Linked DNA regions of Ovis aries: all the other regions are linked to region 1. A link is a contact called in public Hi-C data. All regions are on one chromosome and are shown on one strand. The core of a region is the stretch at or near the end of the contact, and the rest is flanking DNA. Distances in the headings are between cores, read along the strand shown.

Region 1 (4,735 bases), core at 1,068-3,567:
ATATATCCAACACAATACAGAAAACATAAGCTAAACCTGCCCATTAGGCTAAATGTGCGGGCTTCCCAGGTGGCGCTAGTGGTTAAAAAAAAAACATCTGCCGGCCAATGCACGTGGGTTCCATCTCCGGGTCAGGAAGATTCCTTGGAGGAGTGCATGGTAACCTACTCCAGTATCCTTGCCTGGCGAGTCCTCGCACAGAGGAAACTGGGCTACAGTCCACAGGGTCGCAAACTGCTGGACACAATTGAAGCAACTTGGCATGGAGAACACAAGCCAAACATGCGGCCTTTAAGGCACAATTAAAAATCAGAGGAAACAAATTGCTTTCTTCATGAAATTGATTAATATTGTAGGACAGAGTATTTCTATCATCAGTGGCATCGTTTTTCACTAGTTTCCTACGATGGTCAAAAGAGCAAGTGTTGATTGGCTCTAGACTGAAAATTTTTAATATAACAAAGTACAGCAAAGTTTTACAACTCATGCACACCAGGGGGAGCTGTCGCCTTTCCCAAGAAGTCCAAGTTAAATTTAATTTGCTTATCATTGCATACTAATACTTTTTAAAAGCCTATCAAATACAAAGGTCATGAGCTTGTCAAAATCATCACTGCTATTTTAAAAGTTATTTCCAATTAAGAAAAAGGAATGTAGTAAAAGAAAATTTTTTAAAGCTCTGAATAAGCTAGATACATTGCAGGGAATGATGCAATGATCAAGCATCAAATGATGCTAGATTGAGATCCTTTCATTATTGCTTTCAACACACTTTACAAACACACGGACCAACTCCTACTGCCTGTAACATACAGTAAGCATTTAACTATACACTAGTTTGTTCAGATTAACCTGTTGAGTAAAATATAAACACCATGGCAGATTTGCATTCGTCCCTCACATGCAGTGCTATTCACAGCAGATTTTAATTCATTCACCAGGTTCAACCAACTTTGTAGCAATTACAGAAATAATTGTGCCAAATTTAGTTTACTTGAGCACTGAATTGCTTTAAATGGTTTAGTTAGATATAGATTATCTAGTGGTTTTATGAAACTATGGATAAAGATAACTAAGTCAATTTTGTGTGGGATAGATAGATTTAAAAAATTGTATCTCTATTATCCTTGTATTTCCACTTCTTAGCACAACTCCTGGCAGGGACAATACACATCATGAGTTGTGACTGGCCGAAAGTTAAAAAAAACAAACAAACAAACAACTCACAGCTTTATTGATTGGGCTAAAGTCTTAATAATTTATAACACAGTCTCCTTTTCAGAAACATCCAAAGGAATGTCGAAATAACCGGAGAACGGAATTAAATGACCTAACGGTGGTAAAGAAGGAATACCTTTTTAAAATGCGCGGGCCAGATTTGCAATAACGACTCAGTTCAGCTGTGAGGTCCCTTAGGCAGAGGCCTGGGCCATGATGGGGAAAGGCGGAGGATTTATAACAAAAAAAAGCGAGAAATATGCCATTGCTATCCTCTGTGTATCTCTAGAAAAATTCCTGAATTTAAACACAAAATGTTTCAGGGAAATTCGGTAACACCTCGGACTTCTTAAAACCACGGTGGGGCCTACCAGCACCTGCGGCAACTTTCCCCTGGCCTCTTCCCACATTTCACAGCGCTGAGAGACATCAGCCCTCGTAGGAAAAATGAGGGAAATGAGGGAAAACGAGGTTTAAAGACGAAAAGCGACTTGCCCACGGTCTCTTGCCAATAAGTGGCACAACCACAACTCGTTTTCCGGCCTTTCAGAGTCCAAATTTCCCTCTCCTTTCATTCTTGGGAAGCGAACACACTTCACATACTAGGACCCGTATCTTGACCCCCCAAACAGAAGTCGACAGCAAGAGGTCCTCTACTAGTGAGCAGAACCGAGCCCGACTCTCGCCTCCATGTCACACACGCGCGGACGCACTCCAGAGGCGGGGTTAACTTGCAGCCGACGAATCAGAAAGCTGTTTGGCGAGCCGAAGGGGCGCGCGCTCTCTGACGTCACTTCCTTCCGGAGCTGGTCTTTGCTACCATTTTCCATTATCCCACTTACCTCTTCCCCGGAAGCCCTATTGCTAGTGGAAGGCGGGATCGGCACGAGCTCCTTTTGCTCGCGGATTATATCAAAAGGTAGACGAGCGCAAGCCTCCGCGCCAAGAAACTTACCGAACAGAGGAGTTGTCGGGGAATCTGATAACCTCTCAGAAAGCTTTTTGTAGTGGTATTTACCACTCTAGAAGGTCCTCTTTCGGAAACTTCAACTCCCAGAGGCAGAGCCGGTAGCTACACGTAGAAGGCTACGGAGGTTACGTCTTTCGTCAGCCCACTGCGCCAATTCCGGACCCGCAGTGGGAGAAAGGGGCGGGGTTTGTGTGGGGCGGGGTCTGGGGTTAGGATTTCTGGAGTGGGAGGTGTTTGAGTAGTAATACCTGTTTTTCCAATTCAAGGCAGGCATACACCTGCAGGCATTTATTCATATGTCCTCGTGGACGTGGCGAGGGATGTTAAAACATTCCTACTCTTAAAAATGGCCAACACTAATAAAGGGCTTATAATTCTTCCATGTTTGAGATGAGAGGAAAGCATCTCTTGCCTGAATTATTTGTATTTATAATACAGGAGGTTTTCAGTATCATAATTTTACACAACTCAAGTGGAAAATTAGATTTTAAAAGTGAATCAAGCTCCCAATAAGAGGTAATTAAATCTAGAATGTTTACGCCTTTTCTTCCATGTAACCATAAGTCTTACTCTCCATTCATTCCTTGAGCTGTTTTTCATATACTGTTTTGTAAGACATCTGGTGACGTTTCATTGTTTATAATGCCTGACTTTACTATGTAACCTTTTTGATATATATATGGATCAAGTCACCTAAGGGAGAGCTGTAACATAATCCGGTTGATGGTCATTTTCTATATAGTTTTTAATTTGGTCCTACTTCTAATAAGTGATTATTGCAGAATTCGAAGATAAGAGTGATGTTTGAATCAGTGAATAGAAGACTGCCATCTCAGTATGGAAAGAACTCTGGAGTGATTTATACTTGATATTTGAAAATATTCTAACATGTTTAAAGGTTTCTGTGAATAGGAAATTCCAGACTTAACTTTTCTGAAAGAATTAAAATGTCTGTAAATTTAGTTACAAAACTGAAGTCACTCTTGTTTTAAACAGTCAAATTTTACTTGAAAAACTGTCACTGCAACATGGTTGTAGGCCACTCTCTGTTTCCTCATTATGTCAAGTCCAAAAGATCTTTTAACTAAGAATTGGCAAAGAAGTCTGGATCCATTTCTGATCTGTTAGTAGGGCATCTTTTTTCAGCTACCTCCATATCAGGCCAAAGAGTAGCTGAAGGAGGATTAGTAATTGGATATTTAGCCCTTCACATGTAGGTCATTAAGCTCAGGCTGGCATAGTGATGTGCCAGAACTTTCAACAGCTGTTCAGTTGCCCCTCAGGGATCTGTTTTGTGAATAATAACATATTTTTCAGAGCTAATACCTGATACCCTTATTAAAACAAAAATTTTAAGTTACTTAAAAAACCCTCTTATGTTTTCTTTTGACATAGCCATTTAACTTTGTAGTCATAGGGTGTGAAGTTTAAAATGGTTCTAGTATCATCCAAAGAAAGCACTAGCAAAAAATGGACAATTTAACCAAAGATATAGAAAGCATATAGAAAATACAGGAAGGCAAAAACCACAATATGAAACAGTATTATTTTCATTAATTTGTAAAACTCATTTATTTATTTATTTGACATACTTGTTGAGTCCCATGGTTTTTTTTTTTTTTTTTTTTTTGTCTTAGTATTGTTGATACAAAGATAACTAAATTGTGATCTTTGTTCTTGAGGAATCCTTAGTCTAATGGGAGAGCTGGTGTTAAATATCATACAATATAATGTACTTGAGATGCCTGTACATGGAAAGAAGCAACTAAGTGTTCCTGGAGGTGAGTGACATAGTTTCAGAAATTGAATAATTTGTTCTGTCTTGAAAAGTAAATAGATCTTCAGATATCAAGATGGAAAAACTATTTTAAATATTGGCAACAGTGAAAGCAAAGACATGTCATAGTTTGGTACATGACTGATAAGCTGTGGTTAGGATGAGAAAGGAGGAGGAAAGACTGACCCTAAGGGTTTTTCTAATTTAGACAACTGTGATAGCCCCTCAGTCATGTCTGACTTTTTGTGACCCCAGGGACTGCAGCCTGCCAGGATTCTCTGCCCTTGGGATTTTCCAGGAAATAATACTGGTGGGTTGCCATTTCATTTTCCAGGGGATCTTCCCAATGCAGGGATTAAACCTGGGTCTCCTGCATTGCGGGCAGTTTCTTTACCATCTGAGTTCTAATTTGGACAACTGCTACTGCTGCTGCTAAGTCGCTTCAGTCGTGTCCAACTCTGTGCGACCCCATAGACAGCAGCCCATCAGGCTCCACTGTCCCTGGAATTCTCCTGGCAAGAACACTGGAGCGGGTTGCCATTTCCTTCTCCAATGCATGAGAGTGAAAAGTCAAAGTGAAGTCACTCAGTCATATCCGACTCCATGGACTGCAGCCTACCAGGCACCTCCGTCCGTGGGATTTTCCAGGCAAGAGTATTGGAGTGGGGTGCCATTGCCTTCTCCAATTTGGACAACTGTAGGAATGTAATTCTGTTAACTGGATCATTTGGCAAATAGTAGAAGAAAATTAGGCTTTTAAAAAATTAGTT
Region 2 (4,343 bases), core at 405-2,904, 270 kb after region 1:
CAATCTTTTCAAGGGAGATGCTCAAAAGAATTCAGTGATTTGATTAAGCCTGGAGAATAAGGCCTCAAAAATATACTGGAAGACACCCAAAAATGGAGTGATAAAGACATAAAAAGTTGCTAAATGTTGAAACACATAATCCTGCAACCTAAAAGAAAAATCAGATTCATACTGTTGAATAATCATTTAGTGTAGTTAAGAACATGGATTCTGGAGTCTGCATGGGTTGGTATCCTGACTCAGCAACAAACTAGCTGTGTAATCTGAGGAAGTTACTAGATCTTTCTGTGACTTAGCATCTTCATCTATAAACACAGTGATTAACAGTGCATATCTCATGAAAGTTATTGCAATAATTAAATGAGTATCTGTTCAATGTTCCAAAGAATATTTAGTGTATATATAAACAAAATGTGTGTGTTAGTTGCTTAGTGGTGTCGGACTCTTTGCAACCCCACAGACTGCAGCCCATCAGGTCCCTCTGTCCATGGGATTTTCCGGGCAAGAACACTGGAATGGGTTGCCATTTCCTTCTCCAAAAGGAATTATAGAAAGAAAGTGAAGTCGCTCAGTCGTGTCTGACTCTTTGTGACCCCATGGACTGTAGCCTACCAGGCTCCCCCATCCATGGAATTTTCCAGGCAAGAGTACTGGAGTGGGTTGCCATTTCCTTCTCCAATATAAACAAAATAACAGTATGTAAAAATATAACAGTATGTAAAATATAAACAAATATAAACATTAATAATATTAATTCCCTGTTGTTTCCAGAAACTAGTACAATAAAGTTTCCTAAATTTAGAATTTTAATTGTATTGCTGTGTTAAAAAGGCAATGGTTATAAATCATCTGAAATTGCTACAGTGAACCCAAAGAGACTTAACTGGAAAAGGATTCAGAGCAGCAAATCATCATTTAGAAACTGAAATGGTAAATATGCAGAATCTGTCTTATGCCCGCAGAACTGGGGCGTAGGAAAAATAAAATTGTCTCAACCTCAGGCACCTTTAAGTGTCTTCCACCCCCATTCCAGGCAGAAACTCAGGGCCCCGAAAATTACTCCTATTAGTCTCTGACTTCAGATCCTAGACAAAGTAATTGGAGGGAAGCGGTAAAACGAAACAAATTTGTATTTGGGAAGCGCTCTCTCCCCACCCAGTAGTCTCAACCTACTCTCCACTCTCTCCTTCCTCTTATATGGGGGTGTTAACTCACATCCGCCATGATGAACCCCTTTCTCCCGCAGGATCAATCTCCACGCCTGAAAGAGAAACTCCGGGTGACTCTCCCCTCAAGACTTCCTCTCCCTCCCCACCCCCAACCTAATAAGCAGTGTCAGCTCTCCGCTGGGTCAGGCAAGGATCCACGGCTCCAGGGCTCCAGCCAAGGAGGCTGATTGGAGTCGGAATTCCCAAATACTCAGCCGGGTAACCGAGATGCCTGACAGCCCACTAACCCCCAAAATCCAAGCCCAAACGGGAGGCGAAAGCGGCATCTTCTCTTCCGTCTCACCACCCGTGCCACTTGCGGCCTATGCCACCGGGCAAAGTGGCTGCAGTTACCTGGGTTTCTGGGTTGCCTGTTTCTCTGAACTGCCACTTCAGGGACAACTTCTGGGACAGGTTCCTCTAAAAGCCGCAGTCACATGATTTGTGACCTCTTCTGTGCTCCCGGAAGCACTTCTCAAGACACCGTCGCTAGGTGACTAGGGATTTCCGGGGCGGTACTTCGACAAGGGAGCGCGCATTTGCGCGATAAGCCCCGGTCCACTCACCGCGGGTTCCTTTTGCATCTGTGAGGAGTTCAGGCTGTCCCAGACCTCTGCACTTGAATAGAGATTGCTTTGCTTTGAGATCCCGGAACCCTGAAGATTCCCAGAAAACGCAAGCAAGAAAACGTATTTGTTTGAGGCGGGTGCATAAATTTCATTATTTTTTTCTTGTGGTCCGTTATCTTAAAACCTCTTCTTGTAGATGAATACATTTAAAGGGGGTGGTGTTACATACTGAACAGCAAGCCCCAGGTCCGTCGGTCTCTGATCGTAATTTATTAATCTTTTGGCTTCCCGTGGGAGCTACCCTCGTACTGTGACTTGTCTGGATTGAATCAAGGATCCTTGAGCTTTCTGGAGATCTCCTCTGTGCGTACATCAAGCTTTTACATATGCAGACATGGAGCAACCTTCTTTCATTGGCTCTTTATTCAGAAGACCATACTTTTTTAAAAAATTTAAATTTATTTTAATTGAAGGCTAATTGCTTTATAATATTGTATTGGTTTTGCCATACATCAACATGAATCCGCCACGGGTGTACCCCTATTACCAATCCTGACCGCCCCCCCCACCGCTACTATACCTCTGGGTCATCCCAGCGCACCAGCCCCAAGCATCCTGTATCCTGCATCGAACCTAGACTGGCGATTCGTTTCTTATATGATATTATACATGTTTCAATGCCATTCTCCCAAATCATCCCACCCTCTCCCTCTCCCACAGAGTCCGAAAGACTGTTCTATATATCTGTGTCTCTTCTGCTGTCTCACATACAGGATTATCATTACCATCTTTCTAAATTCCATATATATGTGTTCATATACCGTATTGGTGTTTTTCTTTCTGGCTTACTACACTCTATAATCGATTCCAGTTTCATCCACCTCATTAGAACTGATTCAAATGTATTCTTTTTAATGGCTGAGTAATATTCCATTGTGTATATGTACCACAGCTTTCTTATCCTTCATCTGCTGATGGACATCTAGGTTGCTTCCATGTCCTGGCTATTATAAACAGTGCTGCGATGAACATTGGGGTACACGTGTGAAGAAGACCGTACTTTTAAGAACTGTCTATAATTTTTTATTTGGTGCATTGCTTGTTTGCACATTGCACATTGCACATTGGTAGGAAAATGAGGTCTAGGGGAACTTCTTTTCCACAGATCATCAAGTTCAGTTCAGTTGCTTAGTCCTGTCCCAGTCTTTGTGACCCCATTGACTTCAGCACGCCAGGCTTCCCTGTCCACCAATTCCCAGAACTTGCTCAAACTCCTGTCCATTGAGTCAGTGGTGCCATCCAACCATCGCATCCTGTGTCATCCCCTTCTCCTCCTGCCTTCAGTCTTCCCCAGCATCAAGTCTTTTCTAATAAGTCACCTTCACATCAGGTGGCCAAAGTATTTATTGGAGCTTCAGCATCAGTGTCAACCCTTCCAATGAAAATTCAGGGTTGATGGATTGACTGGTTTGAGCTCCTTGAAATCCAAGGGATCCCTGAAAATAGAAGTGCAAAAGGAACCAGCTATAGACCAAGGTGTGGTGGAAAGATACTAATTTGCTAGTTACCCTTAGGAGGTTGAAATGGTAAGTTACAAAGCACCTAGATGTTACAAATGATCTCCTTGTCATTATAAGAGAACTTGACAGTTCCATAGCAACTGACATTGAAGACCACTTCCTTTTCCTTTGATTTCTTAGCCTCTAGAACACTGCACTTATTTTAGTTCCTCACTCAGCCTCCTCACTGTTAAAGTTTGTCTTCGAGTCTTCTGCTGTTTTTCTTTCCACAGTATCCTGAGAATGTGATTCCTAAACCTGCACCTTTCCTCTGAGCTCAAGGTTCATATTTTCAGCTGCTTGTTGGATATTGGATATTTCTACATACCTCTGTCAGTTCTAACCCAAAGGTACTAAAAAACTCCAGTAAACCTGTTTCCTGATCTATGTCCTTGTTGGTTCCATGATTCTGTCAGGTATCATGTTTGCTTCTCCTTTCTCATGTCCTTTTCTCAACAACGATTTTTTACATCTATATTTTTTTCAGCTCTTCATTCAACCCTTACTGTATTCAGCAAGACTATATCAGTAGCCACTTAAGGAAGCCCAGTTAAACCTTTCTAAAACAATGTATATTATTTCTGACCAAAGAAATCTTTAGTGACACACCATTGCAGACAATGCTTGACATAGTCTTTAATCATTTCATTTTACTTGTAAATGCAATCTAATGTGAATCCTATTTTTCAGCCAAATTGATTATATCACCCTTCCATCAAAATGACTCTTATTATCTCAGGTAGTTGTGGGGGTTCCTGAATCTGAAATGTTTATTTCTCCTGTAGGAGAGGAAAAACTTCCTTACACCTGATTAGATTCTGTGGCTGGGGCCAACAATGAAATTGACAGACAGATTGACAGGATCAAAACATACAAATTCATTTACTATTTTTACATGTACATGAGAGTCTTCAGAAGAAAAATGAAGATCCAAAACTTCATTAGGCCCGAAAATTTATATGCCATTTTACACAAAGAACAATAAACTGTGAGGATGAGACAAAACA
Region 3 (4,469 bases), core at 900-3,399, 320 kb after region 1:
GAAATAATGTCTGTACAAAACCAAATGTTTGTTACTATAACTTCTGCATCACAATTAAAATCCAAACAGTTTTTTAAAAACAGTCAACTCAATCAAAACCCACTACTTCAGAATCAATAGCTTCTTTGAAGCCACAGTAACACTTAAATATGGTTAAGACTCAAATGCAGAAATTTGGTTGGTTGGAAAGCTAATTAAACTTCCAACTTTCTCAAATAGAATTACAAAAAGGCAAAATTGTGTTTTTCACAGAGATACAGTCCACTGGAATCACCAACACTGGACAGCTGTTAGAGTATTTAGAGTCCTGAGATAATAAGGAATCCAGGCATCCTTTAGACAGTCTTCTGTTGTCCTTTCTTTCCAATCAGAGATTTGTGGATGTGTGGAATGACACCTAGAAAAGGGATAAAATAACATACTACTTTAAAACCAAGAGTTTAATGTTCAACTTGGAAGATGTCTTTCAATGTAAGCGCAGAGTAAAAATTCAGAAGTACGTAAGAGAAATCAAATTTCATGATGCAACCATACTACAGATCAATGAAAATATACTGTGTCCTCTTTTAGACTGAAAATTACTAGAGGGAAATTTAAAAGCAAATTCTTTTCTCTAGAGAAATTTATAAGTTAATATTTACATACCACCACCAGCAATTGTAGCCTTGATGAGAGAGTCCAATTCTTCATCTCCACGAATAGCAAGTTGCAAATGACGAGGGGTAATACGCTTTACCTTCAAGTCTTTCGATGCATTTCCTGCCAATTCAAGTACCTAGAAGGCAAAATGCGATCAATCTCCTTCCAACTTTCATTAACGTCAAGATCCAGACAAGAATCAAACCTTCATGATGAAGGTATATCTACCAACTGTCATCTCCCCCACTACCTGAATGGCAAGATAAGCAAAAGCCATAAAGAGGGCACGCAATTTTATTTCCTAAGGCCGCAAAGTCAAGCTCAGGAGGATCCCCATCATGATCACCAGCCCCCTCTAGCGTTGTCGGAAGCTTCTCGCTGCGTACAGAGCCTGGGAGTTTTCTTGCATCACTTTCCTCCTTCCCTCTCGCCGCCTCCCCCCACCCCCTCCCAACCTTTTCCAGATTATAGGCGTACACCCATTTACCTCTGCGGTGAGGTACTCCAGGATGGCTGCGCTGTACACAGCGGCAGTCGCGCCCACACGTCCATGGCTAGTCGTCCTAGATTTGAGGTGTCGATGAATACGGCCCACTGGGAACTTCGTTTTTAGCATACACAAACATAAATGCACAAAGATAGACGAGCCAAAGATAATTAATTATACGCGCGCCAAAGGCAGGGTCATGGACGCCGGTGCAGCAACGCGCCCCACCACAGACACACGTGATCGCCCCCCCCCGATATTTATTGCATCGGTAAACCAAGTCGCGACACTATCACCCACGCAAAGACGAAACGCTCATCTAGAGCGATGATAAACAAGAGAGGAAAAGGAAAGAAAAACGCCACGATTCCCAGAATGCACGAACAACCACTGACCTGCAAACCGGCTCTCTGCGAGCGGGAAACCGCCTTTGTCTTGGCCTTTCCGGAGTCCTTCCCAGCCTTACCGCCAGCCTGCGGCGCGCACACGCCCGCGAGCGAAGGAGGAACGCAGAATATAGGATTACCAGAGCAGCGCGCCCTTCCCCCACCGCGCCGCGGCTCGGGCGCGAGCGCGGCCCCGTGCCCAGCCGGGGTCTCCGGCCCGCGGCGCGCCGCAAGGGCGACCCCGCCCGCCCGTCCCCCGCCGCGCGCTCGGCGCGGCCGCGCGCCTCGGTCCGCCTGCTCGCCGCCCGCCGGCCCCCAGCGGCGCTGCGCGCGCCACCCAACCGTCACCGCCCGCCGCGAGATCCGAGGCTGCTCCGCTCGCCGCCGACAAAACACCTCCCCTTGCTCTTCCAAATCCTGTCTCCGCGCGTTCCCAACCGTCGCCGCTTCACCCCCATCTCCGTGTGTAACGGGTTTTTCTCCCGCCGGCAAAAACCCGCGGAGTCTTCGAGCGTCTCCACCAAGTTTACCATTTCGAATTCTGCTGAAGCTCAAACAAGCAAAGCAGAGAAAGGACTAGTCAGACACCCAGCGAGAACCAGCCGCCTACTCCTTCGTCGCACCGCGATTCAAACTGCGCTGTCTCCCGCCTTCCCCGCTCCCTTTATACTGCAGAATGTTCCCTCATCCGGGAACTCGGATTGCTCATCCCACCAATGGCTGCCCCCCGCCCTCGGGACGCGTCCTTGAAGCTTCAGCCAATGAGAAAGCGAAGAAAAGGGCGGAGGGGCGGGCGCTTCACAGCTCGAATCCCTATTGGAGCATGCGGAAGGAGGGGGGGAGGGCGGAGGGATTGGAACTGGGGAGAAGAAGGGCACAGCGGCGGGAGGGAAGAAACAGAGCGAGCTATGCTGCGGGAGCTAGGCGAGCCCCCCCCAACCCCGCCCCGGCTGTGGTCACGTGTCCGAGAGGCGGAGTTGAGAGGCTCAGGGGAGGGGCACGCAGTATCGCGCACCCTACCATCACCCGTTCGCCTTCGTCTCCTAGCCTGATTCCAGAGACCACGTGAAGTCTCCGCGGGGTCTAGCGCGCCCCACTTCCTGCCCTCCCCTTCCAAATGAGCGCCTCGAAGGCAGAGACCCAGCAGTCCACAGCCTTCTCCCGAGGCCCGGGGTACTCTTTTCCCTGGTACCCTCAGCATCGCCCAGCTTTTTCAGTCTGACAGGTGGCGCGAACGCGTCCGGTGAGAGGAGCCCCAATTCCTTCCCTGACCACAGTCTTGATAGTGATTTCAGTCTTCTAACCCCCCTGGGCGAGTCTCGAGCCACCGACTGATCATGATCCACTGCTCCCACGTCATTTTCAGTTCTAACTCCCTCGTCTTTCCTCACCATTTTTGAATGCCTTAACCACCCCCTCCACCCCAGTGGGATACTTTCACGGGAAAAACGGTGATGAAAGCCCCCTTGCTGGTCAGAAAAGACACTTCAGTCTACCCCTAGAGGGCTTGGAGTGAGACGATATTCTTCAATCAAATCATAACCCGTGTCTTTCTGGAGATTACACATCAATGGGTTGTACCTATAGCCTGGTGTCTAAAGTTGATTTAATGAAACCTCAAAGCTATTCTGTATCAACTTTTCTATGCTAAACAGTTTGCTACATGACAAATGTTCTGTAAATGTCAGTGGGGTAACTTCTAACGTGATTCAAGGACAGTTACAGATGGTCCATGTAATCAGTTGCAAATGATGGGCTTAAAAAATAGTACTGTACACACAGCACTATCATAATGCCAGCTACATAGTCGTCCAACTAATAGATTAATAACACCTGTGTACATGTCCAGCTGCTTGAAGACAGTAATGATCTGTCTTTTATATTTATAGCATTTAATAGTGTATTACATATTAAATATATTTCTGATGTCCAAAAGTTTTAATATATGTATTCTCAAGTACTGTAGTTTGAGTTTCAGTTTGAAAGATTTTATCCAATTAGAGGACCCTTCCATAGCTGGTAGATAAGTAAGTTCCAGTGAAGGAGTTCCCAACAATTTGACAGAGAGTTTTGTTATTTTCTTCCCCTTACAAATGAGAAATTTTTACATTGTAATCAGTAGCAAGAGTTAATCAGTTCTCCCACTGAATTGTTACAATGACATTTAAAAACTGTGAAACCTGATGTAATAGTTACTCTGAGCTCTGCTGAGGCTTCCTGATATGTACTTTAGAAACCGACATTAATACCTTTTCCAGTTTGGATAATATGTACTCTTTCCTATGAGATCCAGCTAAAGGAATTCACTGTTGCCTCACTGAACCGTGCTTAAGAGAATGTGCTCTGGAGCAAGAAGACGAGAACTCTGCTCTGCTTCCTTCTCAGTGTGTCATCTTAGTTACTTTTTGGAGCTTCAAGTTTCTCTTCGATGAAAAGAGTACAGTAACGCCTATTCTCAGGTAGTTGTTGAAAGAGTAAAGGAGAGGTATGCAATGTATGCTCCAACGTGTGTTTGTCACATAGCAGCAGATGATAATGATGGTGTCCTCTGCATTGGATGTGGGGAAGGATGAAATAAAGTATCTTTGATTCCTAAATCTTTTCCTCTGTCTACCACACCGTCTTCCTTGGACATGAAAGTAAAAAGCCGCAATGCAAGCCTGAAACCCACCTAGGCCCCCTGCATTGGGAGAGCAGAGTCTTAGCCACTGGGCTGCCAGGGAAGTCCCCACTTTAATTTTAGATTGCCTATCACTTGCTGAAATGGATCTTAACTGTTACAGTAAGGCAACAACCTAAATCTTGGGGAAAGAAAGCACACTTTACTCTGCAGCACTGAGAAACCCATCACTATTTCTGAGAAGGGGAGAATACAGTGTTCCTCAATTTGAAGGTACTAATTTAGCATGGAGTAAAAGCCAAATCATAAAAGAGAAAATTTTTGTGAGAAGACTGAT

Evidence for each region. A called contact is a pair of places that touch in the nucleus more often than the background predicts.
Region 2: a contact with region 1 is called in a Hi-C map of hypothalamus, with 4 times the contacts expected there. The contact joins the promoter of LAMTOR3 here to the promoter of TRMT10A in region 1. A contact is called at or near these places in 4 of 16 Hi-C or Micro-C datasets (blood, hypothalamus and muscle).
Region 3: a contact with region 1 is called in a Hi-C map of hypothalamus, with 2.9 times the contacts expected there. The contact joins the promoter of H2AZ1 here to the promoter of TRMT10A in region 1. A contact is called at or near these places in 5 of 16 Hi-C or Micro-C datasets (hypothalamus, liver, muscle and 2 more).

The regions. Positions count from the first base shown.
Region 1 is chr6:25,389,133-25,393,867 of ARS-UI_Ramb_v3.0, reverse strand. TRMT10A (tRNA methyltransferase 10A) reads right to left here and starts at 2,317. Exons shown (of 8, transcript XM_015096398.3): 1 at 2,174-2,317.
Region 2 is chr6:25,119,145-25,123,487 of ARS-UI_Ramb_v3.0, reverse strand. LAMTOR3 (late endosomal/lysosomal adaptor, MAPK and MTOR activator 3) reads right to left here and starts at 1,654. Exons shown (of 7, transcript XM_004009674.4): 1 at 1,563-1,654; 2 at 1,216-1,261. The coding sequence starts at 1,224.
Region 3 is chr6:25,066,622-25,071,090 of ARS-UI_Ramb_v3.0, reverse strand. It overlaps H2AZ1 (histone H2A.Z), which reads right to left and starts at 2,149. Exons shown (of 5, transcript NM_001009270.1): 1 at 2,043-2,149; 2 at 1,522-1,599; 3 at 1,127-1,240; 4 at 646-775; 5 at 1-397. The coding sequence starts at 2,045. The coding sequence ends at 336.